Linked DNA regions of Sus scrofa: region 1 is linked to region 2. Evidence: chromatin contacts called from public HiChIP or PLAC-seq data. All regions are on one chromosome and are shown on one strand. Each heading gives the region's core, a stretch centred on a gene start, on an enhancer-like site or on the middle of the called end of the contact. The rest is flanking DNA. Distances are from core to core; before and after follow the strand shown. Region 1 has its middle 260 kb from the start of CLINT1. Region 2 overlaps EBF1 (transcription factor COE1).

Region 1 (3,501 bases), core at 259-2,758, 760 kb before region 2:
TAATCCAATATGGTGGGTATCCTTATAAGAAGAGGAAACTTGGGCAGAAACACACACAGAGGGAACATTACATGAAAATGCAGGGAAATGGTGACACATCCTCAAGCTGAGGAGAAAGGCCTGGAATCGATTCTTCCCTCGTGGCCTTCAGAAGAAAGTCACTACCTTTATTTATTTATTTATTTATTTTTAAGGGCCACACCCATGGCACATGGAAGTTCCCAGGCTAGGGATAGAATCGGGGCTGTAGCCACTGGCCTGCACCACAGCCATAGCAATGCCAGATTTGAGCTGTGTCTGCAACCTATACCACAGCTCGTGACAGTGCCGGATCCTTAACCCACTGAGTGATGACAGGGATCGAACCCGCAACCTCATGGTTCCCAGTCGGATTCGTTTCCACTGTGCCACGACGGGAACTCCAGAAAGTCACCACCATGATCTTGGACTTCTAGCCTCCAGAAGTATAAGAAAAGAGATCTCTCATTGCTGAAGGCACCCACTGTGCCTATGGCAGTCCTAGGAGGCTTGTATACCATCCCTTGCCTCCATGGAGTCTTGCCAGGAGAGAAGCAAACAAAAATATAAAATAATCAGAGAATTCACTTTGGCTGTAAAGACCTGGTGGGTCTCATTGTCCTTATTGTCAAGGACCCAGGAAAGTAGAACTTGGAGAGCTATTGCCCTAATTCTATGGCCTTGAATGAGTCCTTAAACTTCTCTGGACCCCATATCCTAATCCATGGAGTGAGACATTTAGATTGGAGCAGAAGTCTTCAAAATACTTCTTAAGCTTCAAAATAGAAGCTTATTGAAACAAAATTTTCAAGAAGTAAAACCTGGATAAGCATAAAACTGTTTGGATAGAGGTAGAAAGTGGGGGTGTTGGGACTGTCTTCTCTCCTTTATTCCCCGGACCCTTAGCACAGCTAGGTTTACAAAGACCCCATCCCAGATCAGAGGTTTTGCAAACTCAGGGGTCTAACATCTGAGTTCATTGGACTATGATGCTCTGCAGAGAGGAGCTGTCTCTTACTTAACTTAGCATAGTGCCAGGTACACAGCAGGCACTCAGTAACTGTGAAAGGGAGGAAGGGGATGAAATGATTGAAAAAGGAAAGAGAAGCAAATATTGCTGCGGAGTTCCAGAGGGCACCTGAGCCATTCAGATATTTTTAAGATGTTCTTTTTTGTTTTTCTTTAGAAAAGTCACCTGAAGCTCCCTAGCATCAGGCAGTCTGTGGGTTCTAGAACTTTTTTGCCTTTTCGATAAACTAAGGCCGCAAACTGAAACTCAGTCACGCCTGGAGAAATAGAGGTGGTTGGAAATGGACAAATCTCCAACAAGGCCAAATTGTTAAATCACTATTTCAGACTAAATGGGGTTTGACTGGCCAACAGTTAAAAACAGGGAAGCTGGGAACTGGTTGGGAGACTAGTTTGTTTCCAGGCTCCATGGTCAGGGTTTGGCATTTCACCTGCTAGATGGCGCTGTCCTCTAAGGAAAGACGCCCGCTATGCTCCAGTGGGGCTCAGTCAAGGAAACAGGAACGACTGAAGTTGAAAAGAACTGAGGGGCAAGAGGCAGAGGGGATGGAGCACAGCCCTTTCCTCAGCAGCAGTATCTCCTTTGTGCTGGTTTTGGTTCCCTTTATAGATCTTATTTTTTGTTTCATACACCACATGTGAAAATTCACAGGGCCTTTTGCTCTGAACAGATGTGAGTAAGAAGTGTGTGTGTGTGTGTGTGGGTGTGTGTGTGTGTGTGTGTTGTGAAGGAGCAGGGCAGGTCACTGAGGTCCCACCCCAAGGCTACAACTTACAAATGTCTCAGCCCTGGTCTCAGCCCTGGTCTTTGGCCTTGACTTAAACGAGATCAGTGGGAAAAGGAAACGGTCCTTTCTCCATGCTGCCTGCCAAGCGGGATGCCTCAGACTTCTCATGGCTTTATTCTAAAGCCTTCTAGCTCAGCTCCAAGCTGCACGGCGAAATTGCTTATAGGGACCAAGACCCCCTTTCTCTGGGCAATGTTAATATTAGACTGACATGCTGGCTCTGGGTCTGCATGTGAAATCAGGGATGCAGCCTGCAACTACTCCCACTCTATCAGCAGCCAGAAGGAAGGAAAACAAAGATAAGGTTAGGGGGATGGAAACCGGGAGAGGGGACCTAGGAGGAGGGATGGGAGGGCTGAGGAAAGACAGGAGACAAAGGAACAAAGAACAGAGGTGAAGGGTGAAGGGGATGGGGAGGGTGAGAGGGGCGCATGGGACCAGGTGTCCAGAGGGAAAGGAAAGGGCCGTGCAGGGAAGCCATGGTGGAGGAGAGAGGATGGACCAGCGGGGGAACAAGAAGACCAGGAAGCCAGAGTGGTGCTTTCAAGTCGGTGCTAATGCCGGGAAACTTAAAAGGCAGGGGAAGGAGGCTCTGCCAGGCAAACAGGAAAACAGAGGGAGAGGAAGTCTAGTAATTAGAGAAAACCTGACCAAAAGGAGAGGAAAACCTCTGTGATGGAGAGGTGGCAGAAAAGCAAGGCAGGAGATTGAGATCATGGCTAGCAAGCTTTGAAGCAGGAGGGTTGAAGCAAGGGAGGCAGAGAGCAGAGCTGGGAAGGAAAAAAAGAAAAAAGAAAAAAGGAGAAGGAACGAGCAAAACACAATGCACTAGACAGCAAGGGAACAGGGAGAGAACCATTGAAAGAATGCTTACCTTAGAGCCGTAAAAACCGGAACGTGTGTATTTTGGCCTGTGGCCATTGTCCAGGAAACACAGTGTGGCTTTTAAGCAAATTGTGGAGAGGTTGTGTCCACACGTTAGTAGCTTGCCCTGGTCTGCTGGTTGGAAATGCAGCTGCTCTGAGCTGCCCACTTGTTGGCTGGCAGCCTGCTATTGGGAACATCAGAAGGAACCCACTGTCCACACCTAAGCTCATCCCCACTCGATTTATGGTGCTCTAAGTTCAGAGGCAGCAGCTTCTCTTCTAGGGCAATCACTTCCCTTAGCAGCCCAAAGAGTTGAGATGTTGATCCTGTGGGGTGACCTGCTTGCTGTCTCTTGGAAGATGTTTTTTGGTGGCACTGGTGCAGAAGTTGTAGAAGGACAGAGCGGGAGACATGTTAAAGGTAATATAGGATGGAAGTTAACAGAAGGGACCCTTGGGTCCTAGAGCCACGCTTTGGTTCCTAGTCTCCCACTTTACTGTGTAAAACAGCATATGTTTCTTAGCCTCTCTGAGCCCCAGTTACTCATCTATAAAATTGGGCTTATAATCATACCTATCTCCTAGGGTTCTGATATGGCTTAAATGAGATGATCCGTGGGACTAGTTGAATGTCTAGATCATTTTGATGCTCACTAAATGTTAGCTGTTCTTTTTGTTAACATTAAAGACCTGATAACTCTCTCTGTGTGTGTATGTGTTTTGTGTGTGTGTGTGTGTGTTTGTGTGTGTGTGTGTTTGGGGGATTACTTCTGAATGCAGAGTAAGGAGCTTAGATTTGA
Region 2 (3,375 bases), core at 62-2,561:
GAAACCCCACCCTCACACAAAAAGAAAAAAAGCAAATGAAAAGGGTCTGGAGACTATGGCAAAACAGGGAAGGATACTCTTAGGTACAATTAAAATGTGTATTATGAGAGTTATGTGCGAGTGTATTTCAGAATTTCTGTGTCATGCTTTTCTTCTTTCTTTTCAGAAAAAGAGGTAGATTATGCATCATCTCCAAGTCCACCAAGGTAAATATCACATAGAGAAAGAAAACAAATAAACAAAATCTGTGCCTGAATTCCCAAACTAAGCCCAATTAAAGGTTTCTTTATGGCTGTAAACCTGACAAGCTACAATTTCCCCCTGTTGCAGTGGGTGTGTGTGTTTTAATGTAATATTAATGAGCCAGGATGGAGGGTCATAAAAAGTGATAGGTTTTTTCGATGGTAAATTATAAATCGGTATTGATTTTTCCCGGCACTAATGCAGCCAGCTTATTGTAAGACACCACAGGCAAAGTGCACTTTATCAGATTAGACTGGGGCCAGTATCAAATATACATGAGAATAAGGATGCATTTGTGAGTTAGACTACACTTTTCTTCCCTAACAATGCATGAAATTTTTAAGGAAAAAAAAAAAATCCCACCAGATGGGGATACTGGGAAATTCAACATTATTTTTCCAAAGCACAAATTTCCAGAATGGTTGCTCTTGGGACAATTTATTTCAAAATGAATAGAAGGCAGGAATGATACTAATGAAATTATAAACAGTTTTCTTTAAAGGCTGTTCTAAGTTTCTTTTGTTTAATTTGCAGACTAGGATGGTGCCAGCAACAAAAGGGCACACTTTTGGCCTCTCCACCGCATCCAGACTCCAGCTGCAGCATCATTCTTTTGCCTTTGCCCGCAAGTCACTGGAGTGGACCACGGTAGGCAAGAAAGTGTAATTTTTTCAAATGACCGAGGTTCCTCTCCCTTGGTATTTTATAGTCACGAGGGCTTCGTTAGACACTTCAGTGGAGATTTTAGCTCTGGAGAGCAAAGAGGAGCCAAAGAGAGCCTGAGAACAGGAGAAAGAAAATGACTGGACCCCATTTCCCCGGACAAAGATATTATTCGTCTTCTCTCTCCAAACGTGGGTCAGCCTTTGACTCACTGTCGTGTCAGCAGGAATTCGAGTCCTCACTCTGAGAGCGCGTTTGCCTTTTGTTCTTTGGAGAGACTTCTACAGCTCTGTTGGGAATGCTAGCAGCCTGGTTTCCAAATGTTTCCCCACTTCTTCCTACAACTGCTAGCACGCTCTCTATCAAAATCTGCCGCTTTCCTCCGGCACAAAGGCTGTGCTCCCACCACGTGACGGCAAGCCATGCCCAGCTCCGAGGCCGGGTCCTCAGCCAAGATGCCTTCTCTGTCTCCACGGTGCGAACAGGAATTGGAAACCCGCACGCTCACCCCCAAAATAGCCCTTTTTTTTGAGAAGTCAGGGAGAACATGTGTTTATTGACAGTTCATTAACAAACACCAACCCCCCTGCAAGCTGTTTACTAAGGAATGTAGTGAAGTGAAGAAGTGTGAACATAAATAACTAACAAAGGAAGAAGAAGAGAAAATATCTCAGGGCTGTTCCCTTTTAATGTAGTTCGAATCTGTTTTCGTTTCCACTGGAAACCTGATGCCGCTGAAGGTATATCCATGGCACCCAGGACAGTAAAAACAATAGATGTTAGTGTATTAGTATCTGGAACAGTTAAGTATGACTGAAAAGCTAGACTATTCCATTCTGTCTCATTTTTTTCTCCTTGTCTATATCAAGAGAGTTCAGTATGTTTTTAAAAAAAGGAAAATAAGCTAATTATTAGTTCCATAATAATAAGGTTACAGCTATAGTAAAATTGCTTATTTCTAAATATGAAGGATGTCAAAACCACAGCAAAAGTTCACAAAAACCAGGCCCCAATCTTGAGGAGCGTAAAATCTAAGTTAGGGGTAAGCAAAATCAGCAAAGAACATATACTATTTAATAAGGTGTTTCTCATTTGTTACATCAATACCCAAAGAGGACCATAGTGAGTGAGGGTAGCTAACTATTTCCAAATGTTTAAAAAAAAAAAATCTTACTACAATATCCTCGCATCAAAATGACTCCTGCAATTACAGGGAAAAAAAGGGGGGAAAATGTTTTGAGACAAGAACAAATCAGGTAAAACCTAATAAAGCCAAAAGGAAATTAGAAAAATAGAAGGCTGTTTTTGTGGGAGTCTACTCTTTTCACCAAATAGTGATCTTTATTACATGTCAAATCAACATCTTAAAGTTGTACTTTATAAAGTTATGCAAGTGAAAGCATACATTTTTACCTATGCTAATTTAACTTTATTAGTGATGCCCAAACCCTCATTTACATTTTTCATAAAATCATGCAGAGGTTTTCTCTGCTTTAGGGATAAAGCTAATAAACAAATACATAAATTAGTGTATTTTAATTAAATGTTATCCCATGAAGTAATATTGTACACCACCATCTAATATGAGAACAACTTTCTTACTTAAAATCCAGTACAATATTTAAATATTAAAACTCATTAAAAATTCATTTAAAAATACTTTACAAACATTCGAGTACTCCACGGTCTGTATTTTTAAAGGTTTTATGTTGTTTTTGTACATATGATGTAATCCCTAAACCCCTAGCAAAATAGTGCCAGAAGCTGAGATTACCGTGTAGAACTGCATGGATAGACTTAGAAAAATTGCTATTGCTTTGTACTAAAATTTTCATCAGAACAGTGTTGCTAGAATTTTTCAAAAAAAGGGTCCACTAGACATGGATAGCAAAACAGGACTGAATAATAACTTCAAGCCATTATTGTAAAGATCTAAGGTACCCGATTCAAGATTTATCTCTGTAAGGCTCCTGACTGCATCATTTTAAAACTGCATCCTGCTCACTCAACCTATTTGAATGCCTACTATGTACCTACTGTGAGCTAGGCATGTGGGATTTAATTGTCAATTTATGGCTTGGGGAAAAGGATTCAAAATAAGCTACTAGCAGCCTAGACCAAACCACAAACTAATTGAAACTCTATAATAAAGGGTAGACGGGGCTTTGGAACATGCCTAGAAATGTCTTTAGAAATCCTAGGTCAAATAGCTAAGTGCCCTGAGACAAGGAACTAATGAATGCAAATCGCTTGACATTTATTAAATAAATATTAGCCACTACAGTTGTTACTAATAGTATTATTTGCACAGTAAGGCTCAATCAAAGGTGCAGATTGACCAGATGGAGAGGATACACTGGGGCATATTTTCTACCCCAGCCAATATCATTTATTGGGGGACAATGTCTTATGTGTCGGACACTGTGTTAGGCAATGAGGATGCAGAGATTAACAAGATTAAGCTACCTG

The links. HiChIP or PLAC-seq counts read pairs in DNA pulled down with a chosen protein or histone mark.
Region 1: a contact with region 2 is called in an H3K27ac HiChIP or PLAC-seq map of skeletal muscle, with 9 times the contacts expected there. The contact joins two enhancer-like sites. A contact is called at or near these places in 2 of 47 Hi-C or Micro-C datasets (embryonic fibroblasts and heart right ventricle) and 1 of 2 datasets of contacts at active chromatin or transcription factors (skeletal muscle).

What each region holds. Positions count from the first base shown.
Region 1 is chr16:65,235,003-65,238,503 of Sscrofa11.1, reverse strand. No RefSeq gene overlaps it. Among named protein-coding and RNA genes, the nearest start is that of CLINT1, 260 kb to the left of the region's middle. Within about 2 kb of position 1,508, at least 12 of the 83 cell types and tissues checked have an H3K27ac peak or open chromatin away from gene starts, as enhancers often do. A contact at or near this core is called in skeletal muscle, where this site is marked.
Region 2 is chr16:64,473,162-64,476,536 of Sscrofa11.1, reverse strand. All of the region lies in intron 7 of EBF1 (transcription factor COE1), which reads right to left. Among named protein-coding and RNA genes, the nearest start is that of EBF1, 120 kb to the right of the region's middle. Within about 2 kb of position 1,311, at least 14 of the 83 cell types and tissues checked have an H3K27ac peak or open chromatin away from gene starts, as enhancers often do. A contact at or near this core is called in skeletal muscle, where this site is marked.